Regions from separate parts of the Mus musculus genome. Here region 1 is linked to region 2. Evidence: chromatin contacts called from public HiChIP or PLAC-seq data. All regions are on one chromosome and are shown on one strand. Each heading gives the region's core, a stretch centred on a gene start, on an enhancer-like site or on the middle of the called end of the contact. The rest is flanking DNA. Distances are from core to core; before and after follow the strand shown.

The links. HiChIP or PLAC-seq counts read pairs in DNA pulled down with a chosen protein or histone mark.
Region 1: a contact with region 2 is called in an H3K4me3 HiChIP or PLAC-seq map of embryonic stem cells, with 4 times the contacts expected there. The contact joins the promoter of Zfp551 here to the promoter of Zfp329 in region 2. A contact is called at or near these places in 5 of 39 promoter capture datasets (the 3T3-L1 cell line, cranial neural crest, embryonic stem cells and 2 more), 3 of 484 Hi-C or Micro-C datasets (cortical neurons, forebrain and uterus), 5 of 115 datasets of contacts at active chromatin or transcription factors (embryonic stem cells, large pre-B cells, neural progenitor cells and 1 more) and 1 of 9 other capture datasets (adipose tissue).

The regions. Positions count from the first base shown.
Region 1 is chr7:12,420,710-12,425,969 of GRCm38.p6, forward strand. It overlaps Zfp551 (zinc fingr protein 551), which reads right to left and starts at 1,782. Exons shown (of 4, transcript NM_001033820.3): 1 at 1,681-1,782; 2 at 1,099-1,137. The coding sequence starts at 1,779.
Region 2 is chr7:12,816,390-12,822,029 of GRCm38.p6, forward strand. It overlaps Zfp329 (zinc finger protein 329), which reads right to left and starts at 2,471. Exons shown (of 2, transcript NM_026046.3): 1 at 2,428-2,471.

The DNA of each region.
Region 1 (5,260 bases), core at 532-3,031, 400 kb before region 2:
TATAATAATAAAAGTTGTGTATCATTTATCCAGGAACCAAATGATCAAAGGGAGGGCAAAACCACTGACTGAGATTACATATTTCTGTTAACAGACTAACCTCTAAAACTATAAGCCAACCTCAATTAAATGTTTCCTTTCTAAGAATTGCCAGAGTCATGGTGTCTTTTCACTGCGATAAAGCCCTAAGACACCCACCAACAATTACCAGTGGAAGCCGGGTATTATAACTCATGCCTATAATTCCAGTACTTAGGAGACTGTCACAAGTTCAAAGCTAGCTTGAGCTACATTGTGATGCACTAGACCCCTTTCAGCCCAGTATAAAGAGCAGAGATAGTCGAAGTGATCAGACCAGATGTGATGCCTAGCAAAGACACTAAAACCTGTCACACTATCTCCAAGTTTATACCATGTGCTCTAGGGTTCCAGTTTCCTAGAGTCATCAATCCATGCTGGGGTGGGTTTTGTTGACACGGCTATCTAATGTTCCCTCACTCATACTCCTGTAAGTAACCCCAGTAAAGCTCACTGGCTTACCAAGTTGTACTTTGGTCTGTCCTCTCTTCCCTATCTGGGACTCCTAGATGCTTGTTCATGTCTCCACAGAATTACTGTCTACACAACACCATTTCCCTTCTTCCACAGTCGGTTTCCCGTGCAGCAGCCGGCAACAAGGAGCCTGAGGAGAATAAGTTGGCTTGCCAGCCTTCTCCACACCCAAATTTCCCATTGTCATTTCTACATATAAAGTACACATTCTGCTTTTCAGAGAATTATTCTGGGTCTGACACCTTCACCTCACTGATCCTTATTCTAAGGAGAAAGATCTTTCTGCACATGCCTAAGTAATTCAGTCTCCCCTTCAGGCACAGGCACATACTGGCACACACCGTGGGAGAAGCAACCTTCTACACTTCTGTTCACACTTGCCAAGAATTTCATACAACTCACAGCCTACACATCTCTGGGTTATGTACCTAACCTGTTCAAGACTGCAAGGCACCAGGCTACTAGGGCACACTGAGATAATAGACCAAGGACACCACTAACCTAAAACCTGTTGGTAGCATGAGGGTAATGGCAGGATCCACTTACCAGGCCAAGCTCCATAACTGGTTCTGAAGTCAGGGGAACCTGAAAAAAGGAGGAGGCTCTTAGAATCTAGCAGCCATAGGCGGTCTTCACAGGCTTCAGTCACACAGTGACCCTGATCACCGTGGGGTCAGAAGGCCTGGGATTACTACAAATCTGTCTATGCAGTGGTCCACAATTCTGAATCTCACCTGAGAGCTGTCACACCGGTGGCACAACTCTCTCCTGCCCCTCATATCTCCTCCTGTTTGTCCTTGCTCTGAGTAACTTCAGGAAAATTTAGAATCCTATTCCCGAATAGGATCTCTGTTCACAATTCTCACTGGCTCCCGGTGTCTGAAGAATTAAACTCAAATTCCTCAGGTGCAAATCGACCTCACAACTGCTTCTACAAACACTTGGCTACTAGGACTCAAAATCTTCCCTGCCTAGCAGCCCTTTCAGGAGGCATCCCTCTGCAACACTCACAAACCCCTGCACACAGCTGTTCTGCTGCCAGGAGCACCAACTAGGAACTTCAGGGTCATGATGGGGCCTCTTCCGGGGCTCTAGCGCTCGGGTGACAGCGCAAGACGCAGCACTTACCTGGGCTATGTTCCTGTGCATGGCCACAGCCATTGGATTCTGTAGAGGAAGCAAGGACCAGGTCGCCGAGGTCTCTTCCCTAGGCCTGGCTCGGGGCATGTGGGCGGAGTCGCTGGGCCTCAGCAGGGCCTCTGTAACACAGAGCAGCTCTTTGCGCTCTGCCATAAGAACTGCCCACCTCGCCGAGCTTCCAGTTAGGTAAACAAACCTCAGAAACGCCTAAACGACCACCAAAAAGACCACGCTGGAAATCTAGCTCCAGACACGAACCGCGCACTAGTCCACAAACACACACCCCAAAAAATAATAATACAAATAAATGCCGAATTTCCACGGGCTCAACTCCACCCCCATCGTCTCGCGTATTGCATCCCGGGAAATGTAGTTTCCGTCGCTCCCCAGGCAGGTACCCTGCCCCCAAGCCTGACCCCTATGAACTTAGTTTAAAAGAAAACAGGCATGCTTATATGAGTTTGTGACTACAGCTTTCTGGCGAGGAAAGATACTTAAATAAAACTGTTTCAGTATTCCTGGGATCTGTTGTATGGCTGATAGCCACTGTGATGATGTCTTATTTCAGACACCATGAAGTTCTTTGTGCATCAAGAGGCTATAAAGAAACAAATTCAAATGAACATATTCCGTATAGTAGTTTAGGCACTATATGTGTGCTTGTGTATCTGTATATTTATGTATACACTCAGGGACTCCATGATGCAGTTCTCAAGAGGTCATCCCATCCATGATGGATGAGACTTTATGGTATTTCAGATATTCGTGTCACCCATGTGCCTTTAAGAACCCCTCACCAGTGCTCACACACAAATGCTCTCTCTCTCTCTCTCTCTCTCTCTCTCTCTCTCTCTCTGTGTGTGTGTGTGTGTGTGTGTGTGTGTGTGTACATCATACATACATACCTATACCCATGCCTGTACCCGTACTTGTACACATACACATATGTGTGCAAAAACTGTTGGCTTGGCTATAATATGCATTTTTATTGCTGTTCAAACGCTTTCATTCAAAATCATTGATAACTAAATTTTTAACTCCCTGTATACTCAGTTAATGACAAGACAAAAACAATGTTAATTGGGTACATTGTATGGAAGATAAGGAACAATGTTTTGACTACCGTAGATCAGAAGCTAAAGGGACATCTTTGCCTCTTGTTCCCACAGACAGCTGCTTTCCTACCTATTTTCTAGTGATTGTGCCTAATGCGCAGATCCAATTTTATATTTTTCATTTAGTATGTCTTGTTCAACTTCCAAAGAAGCAGTTGCCTTAAGAATTTATAAATTCACTATGTCTTCCAGTTGCCCCAAATATATATTTGTCAAGAAACTGCTGAATGAAATTTTTTAAAAATTTAAAAATGCCTTGCTCCTAGATATGGTGGAGGAGGTTTGTTGTACACATGAGGAGAGCATTGCCAGACAGAGTCCAGAGTGAACATGACCCTGAGATAGGCAGTGCTAGGAGAGAGGGTAGGGGAGAGGAGAGATAGGAGAGACAAGAGTAGAAAAACAGATCAAGTAACCAAAATGGCTGGATTATATAGTGAAGGGCAGCTGGAGGGAGGGCAGCCCACTTCCTGAACTGGAAAGTCATACCCTGCAACAGGTAGGGACTAAAGGAGAACCGGGTAGCCAACTCCACTTTGATTATGTTAAATAGGTACCTCAGTTAGCTCTTTGTTCCAGGTTTGAGGCCCAACATCTGGAATTTAAGCTAGATAGATGGGTCATCAGTTAAGAGTACTGGCTGCTCGTGCAGAATAACCAGGTTCAATTCCAAGTAGCTATATGGTGGCTCACAACTTTCTGTAACTTCACGTCCAGAGGATCTGATCCCCTCTTCTGACCTCTGCAGGAACCAGTCCTACAAACAATCCACGGATACACATATAGGCAAAATACCCATACCCGTTAGATTAAGTTTTAAAAAATGGAATTCATCACCAGATGTGGCCTAGTTTATATCCCTGATGAAATGACTCATTAGTCCATACATATACAATTTAATTCCTGGTTTTCAAAAGATACAATGTAATAATTATTTAAAATATTTGTCTTTGGGTCTGAAAAGATAACCCAGTGGTTAAGGGCATTTGTTGTTCTTGTAGAGGGCAGGATTCATTTTTCAGCACCCGATCTTTAGCTGATGTTCCAGGGAACTTAACAATTTCTGGTCTTCACAGGCACCTGAAAATACATGGTACACATACATACATGCAGGCAAACACCCTCTCACAAAGCTTAGGAAGAAAACTTTTAAGACACCTGAGACTTTAGTCCTCTGAGAGTTTGGTTCAACATTTTAGAACCCAAACTTCCAGGACATCTTGAGTCCAACAGAAGTATCTATAAGACCTAAAGCCTATTTGTTTACACAGACAGCTGTGTTCATTTAAAGAACTATGTCTCAACAGTCATCTGAAGGATGGACTCAGAGATAACAAAACAGACATTCCACCTCTTCCACCACTGACAAAGGCCTTTTGCTAAGTTTCACTCACATTTCCAGTCCCCTCAACTGAGATCTGAGATCGTATCATCCTTTCCAGAATATGATTCAACACTGAGGGACACCCAAGGTGTTAACCTGAAACACACACACACACACACACACACACACACACACACACACACACACACACACACATACATATACATATACACACACACAAACACACAAAGATACAGACAGACAGACATAGACATACAGACACACAGAAACGCACAGACACATGTCACATCCATGGTCAAGAGCAGATATAGAATGAATGCATACATGCTCCAAAAATATATTATTTGTTCAGATTTTTTTATTTTCTGCATTTCTTATTAGATATTTTCTTCACTTACATTTAAAATGCTATCCCAGAAGCCCTCTATATCCTCCCCCTGCACTGCTCCACCCACTCCTGCTTCCTGGCCCTGGCGTTCCTCTGTACTAGGGCATATGATCTTCACAAGACAAAGGGCCTCTCCTCCCATTGATGGCCCACTAGGCCATCCTTTACTACAAATGCAACTAGAGACACAGGTCTGAGGGGTACTGGTTAGTTCATATTGTTGTTCTTCCTATAGGGTTGCAGACCCCTTTAGCTCCTTGGGTACTTTCTCTAGCTCCTTCATTAGGGGCCCTCTGTTCCATCCAATAGATGACTGTGAGCATCCACTTCTGTATTTGCCAGGCACTGGCATAGCCTCAAAAGAGATAGCTATATCAGGGTTCTGTCAGCCAAATCTTAATGGCATATCCAATATTATCTGGGTTTGAGGATTGTTTATAGGATGGATCCCTGGGTGGGGAAGTCTCTGGATGGTCATTCTTTCTGTCTCAGCTCTGAACTTTGTGTCTGTAACTCCTTCCATGGATATTTTGATCCCCATTCTAAGAAGGATCGAAGTATCAACACTTTGGTCTTCATTCTTCTTGAGTTTCATGTTTGCAAATTGTAGGTATTCTAAGTTTCTGGGCTAATATCCACTTATCAGTGAGTGCATATCATGTGTGTTCTTTTGTAATTGAGTTACCTTAGTCAGGATGATATCCTCCAGATCCATCTATT
Region 2 (5,640 bases), core at 1,221-3,720:
GCAGGGGTCTCCATAAACCTTAGAATGGCTAAAATCATGTAGCTCAAGGACAATGACTGCCCAGCATACACAAGGTGTTAGTTCAAAACCAACCCCCCACACACACAGGGTGCCAGGGGGCGGGGGGCACAGGGGAGACGGAGAGAGAGGTCTTAAGGTAAAATACTGAGCTAAGAAAAGATATAAAGCAAAATACAGAACTAAGGAGTTATCCAAGTTACCAGGGTAAAGAACTTCTCTAAAAGACTGTAAGTATAAAACATACCAAAAGAAAAAAAGAAAAAGAAACATCTAACAATTTGAAAACGAGGAAAAACCAGGAATATTGGGCATTTAAAAATCAAAACAGTAACAAAGAATTTAAAGTAGCAACCCCAAGAATGATTTACTAATAACAGCAAGCACTTTAACCACATGACCAAAAATTGACCACTACCAACTTTACGTGTTTTACTTATGTGATTATCTGCAAGGCAAGAAAAGGATTGTCAGTGAACTAAACAAAGGCACACCCCACAAGATAACACCCTATGTCTTGTAAGAAACATCCATCAAAACATTACAAAATTGGTCTGGTGAGATGGCTCAGCGGGTAAGAGCACTGACTGCTCTTCCAAAGGTCCTGAGTTCAAATCCCAGCAATCACATGGTGGCTCACAACCACCCGTAATGAGATCTGACGCCCTCTTCTGCTGTGTCTGAAGCCAGCTACAGTGTACTTACATATAATAATAAATAAATCTTTGGGCCGGAGCGAGCAGAGTTGACCAGAGTGAGCAGGACAAAGGTCTTAAAAATTCAATTCCCAACAACCACATGAAGGCTCACAACCATCTGTACAGCTACAGTGTACTCACATACATAAAATAAATAAATCTTTTTTTAAAATTACAAAATTATCAAAGAGAAATAGCATTAATAGTTGAAGGTGATTGAAAAGACAAACTTAATGCCACACATGATCCTGGAATGAACCTTGGCACAATGCAGTTTTAAAAAAAATTTTTAAACTTATATATATATAAGTTATACAATGATTGGTCCCAATAACATTCTATCATAGATCAGGGTGGGGGCATGGAATTCCATGTCCTCTTGAGGATTAAACAGGCAGTTAAGGTTGTTGGCAGAGACTTTTGTTCTGAAACATTTCTTTTTACATATTGGTATATGTGTGTCCATATGAGTGAATGTCACCTATGTGTTGACACTCTCTAAAGCCAGAACAGTGCGTTGGATACCTGGGTAAATCCTTTGGAGCTGGACCTACAGGTGCTATAAGTCCCAAAGCTTGGGTGCTGGAAACCAAACTCAAGTCCTCTGAAGAGCAGCAAGTGCTCTTAACCACCGAGTCTCTCCAACCTCACAAGATTAACATTAATTTCATTCATGTGGCCACTGGGAGGATGGTAGGATACCCATTCTCCTTTGCTCATGGAAAAGGAAAAAAAAAAAAAGCAAGGTTCACATTTTAAAGAGAATCATCACTAAAGAATTTCAATGTGTAGTGTCAGAATATTCAAAGTATTACTTCTAGTAACCCAGCCCACACACACACTATCATGCCTGCCTGTGCTACATTCATTATGTGTGTAAACTATAGTGGGCATGTGTTTAAAAGAAAGGAAAAGCCAATGTAGCAAAATGTTAATACGTGATAACCCGGATGGTTTCGTCATTATCTATTAAATTATGCCTGCAATTTAGCTGTGGGTGTGAAATCTTTCAAATTAGAAGACTAGGAGAAGGCAGGGGGAGAATGGAGGAAAAGTTGTTGGAGGAGGATGAACAAAAGTGTGTTTTTCCAGGGAAATAAAACCATTGAAAACCAAGGAAGAAACAGCAAACTAGAGAAGGAACAAAGCAAAGGAGGGATGATACATGAACCTCCCTGGGGAGGGGAGGAGGGATAGTTAAATAGATGATGGATGGACGGATAGGCTGATTGATTGATTGATTGATTGACTGATTTTGCAAGTATCAACAGAGTTAAGGGAAAGCCACCTAGAAGATTCCATGGAAAACAGCCCCGTCGCTCATTGGAGTCTGGCAGCCAACTCAGCCTGAAACCGGCAAATAAGAAGGGCCGGGTGCCCAAAGGATCTCGGCAAAACCTCCGAGAACAGCGGGGCTCGAGACAAGGACGCCCTAAGTAACGAGCAGGAAAGAGGGACAGCCTCACCCGACAGCAGCGCGGAGAGCATCTACACCAGCCAGTCAGGGACCCCTCCGACCCGGGGGTGTACACACCCGCGGGGACAGCGATGTCCCCGCTCACACCCTCCGGGTGAGCCCGAAACTCCCACGGCCCGCGTGAAACCCAAACGCTCTGCACGCCACCCCTCCAGCACCCCTCGACTCCCTCCCGCAAGACACTCAGAGGGGAAGCTAAGGAACAGAAAGGCACCGAGGCGCGGAAGGACTCACTACAGGATGCCGGCGGCGGCCATGGTCGCAACAACTGCGCATGCGCAGATCCTGGTCCTGCGACGCGCACGCGTCCTAGAGGTTCAGTTGCTTCTGACTGCTGTGCACTCTGATCTGAGAGTCTTGCACCAGTACCTGCAGCTGCGGAGAGGCAGGAGCAAGGCATTGCGATCAGGAAGAAACGTCTCCTCACCTTTATTTATAGAATTATAACTAAGTTACTGATGACTCATGGATATTCATTTTCTACCACGATTCTGTCTTTTGAGAGGGTTGGCTCAGAGTATGAGAGTCCCCTACCTCAGCATCTCCAGGACTCTCCTGATGTTATAATTTTGTTCTAGAGCCTTATTTTTTATTTACTGCATAATTTAACAAAAACACGATTATAGGTGAAAAATACTAAAATTCAGCCAAATACACCTCTTTTCTTGACAATCATTAGTGGAAGTAAGCTATGTTTTTTTTTTTTTCCCCTTATGAGTGTTTTGCCTGCATGTATGTCTGCATCACATGCTGCAGTGCCCTCAAGACCAGAAAAAGGTGTCAGATTCTCGAGGGCTGGAATAACAGACAGTTGTAAGCTGTCTCTTAGTTGCTGTGAATTAATCTCCAATCTTCTGGAAGAACAATAAGTGCTCCAAGCCCGTGTCAAAGGTGTATTTCACCAATATCCTAGATGTTTCTGAACCCAGACAATTTGACAATGAAGATTAACCAACAAAAAAGTTACAACTAAATTTCTCCATTTTGAACACAAAAAAATAAAATGTTTTGTGTTTTGTTTTGTTGTTTTGTTTTGTTTTGTGTTTTGTGTTTTGTTGGTTTTTTGAGACAGGGTTTCTCTATGTAACCCTGGCTGTCCTGGAACTCACTCTGTAGACCAAGCTGGCCTCGAACTTTTGTTTTTAAGAAAACAGTACTGAAGAGATGGCTCAGCAGTTAAGAGCACTGGCTGCACTTCCAGAGGAGCAAGGTTTGATTACTAGCATCCACATGACAGCTCACAAAAGTCTGTAACTCCAGTTCCAGGGGATCTGTTGTCCTCTTCTTAAGTCTGCAGACACTGCCCATAAGTGGGTTACAGACAAACATACAGGAAAAAAAGCATCCATACACATAAAATAGAAATAAATAAGTCTCTTTAAAAAACAATAATACCAACAAAAGCAGATTAGAGTTGTAAATGGGAAAACAGAATCTGCTAAAAGGGACTGTTTAGGGTGATAAAAGATTTCTTCATTGGTTGTGCTGGTGGTTATAAAGCTGTGTTTGAAACACAGTGAACTGTTGGGCATGGTGGCACATCCCTTTAATCCCAACACTTAGGAGGCAGAGGCAGGTGGACCTCTGAGTTGGAGGCCAGTCTGGTCAACATAGTGAGGTTCAGATGAGCCAAAGCTCCAAAGTGAAACAGTGTTCAAAAACAAAACTTGATCGGGACACATGATGGTTCCTCGGGTAAAAGTGCTTTATGCAAACCTGACAAGGAGTTCCATTCCCAGAACCATATTTTAAAAAGGGGGTGGGGAGCCCAGGACAGTGTCACACATCTTTGTATGACTTCAGTACACCCACAGTTAGATGGGAAAGAGGACAGAAGCACCAGAAGTTCACAGGTCAGATAGCCTGCGTTTTCTGAGAAGACAGCTTCTTAAATGAGAAAGATGCAACAGCCCATGACTCGGTCTTCTATCCATATACAGATGAGGCATATACCTCTCTCTAAAATTGTACTGACTTCCCTATACAAGAAGGAAGGCACAAGTGAGGGTGCTTGAATCTCACTTAGAAGGGGGGATAAAATAGTCATAAGAAGCAGATGTAGGGAGGGAGGGGGAGGGAGAAGAGAAGGGGAAGGGAGGGGAAGGGGGTTCAGAATCAGGTGTAGGGAGGAACAGGTGCAATGAACATCTGTCTATGAGAATGAATGGAAATCTGCAACTGACAGTGGTGGGGAGGTAGGAAGCATCTCCAAGAAGAGATAAGGAAGGTACCCGAAAATCAATGAGGGTGACCTTAGCTATGACTCACAATGTGAAGGATATGGAACCAGAAGAGGCCACCTCCTATAGCCAAGCAGTAACCCCAATGGAGCAACAGGGACATCAACCCACCCACAAAACTTTCAACCAAAAATTTATAGTGTCTACAAGAAATGCAGAGACCCAGGGGTGGAGGGCAAGACTAAGGGAACAGCCAACCAATAACCAGTCCAACTTGAGACCCATCTTATGGGCAAGCACCAGTCCCTGTCACTATTAATAATACTGTTATGCTTACAAACAGGAGTCTGGCATGGCTGTCCTCTCAGAGGCTCCACCCAGGAGCTGACTCAGATACAGACACCCACAGCCCACCAGTGGATGAAGCTTAGGGACTCTTATGGAAGTATAGGAGAAAGGATTATGGCCTCTAAGGAGATAGGAACTCCACAGGAAGACCAATAGAGTCAACTAACCTGGACCCTCGGGGCTCTTAGAGACTGAACCACCAACCAAAGAACATAACAAGGCTGGGCCTAGGCCTTCCCACTCATTGGTAGCAGAGGTGCAGATTGACCTTCATATGGGTCTCAAACAACTGGAGCAGGGGTTATCCCAAAAGGTGTTGCCTGTACATGGAATATGTTCATCTAGCTGGACTGCCTTGTCTGGCCTCAGTGGTAGAGGTAGTGCCCAGCCTCACAGAGACTTGATGTACAAGGAGGGGGGCTACCCATGGGGGCCCTCACTTACTCAAAGGAGAAGGGGAAGGGGGAAGGATTGTAGAAGGAGGTGACCGGAAGGGGGCCACTGAGTGAGATGTAAAGTAAATAAGTAAAAATAAAAATAAAAATAGATAGATAGATAGATAGATAGATAGATAGATAGATAGATAGATAAAATTGTACTGACTTACATATACACACACATACACACCATTAATCAATAAAAACCTAATCAAAACTAAATACTTTCTGAGTCATCAGACTAGCAAAATTAAAAGGAGAGCTAACATAATCTTCCATGGCTACTAATGAGAAAGTAAGTTGGTACTGGCAATATCTTTAAAAGTTAAGGGCCACTGGATGGTTTAGCAGGCAAGAGCACTTCCTGCTTTATTAGAAGACCCAACTGACATTTCCAGCTTCCACAGCTCACAGCTCACAACTGCCTGCTGCTCCAGCTCCAGAGTATCTGATATTCTCTCTGGGCTCTTCTGGCACCTGGA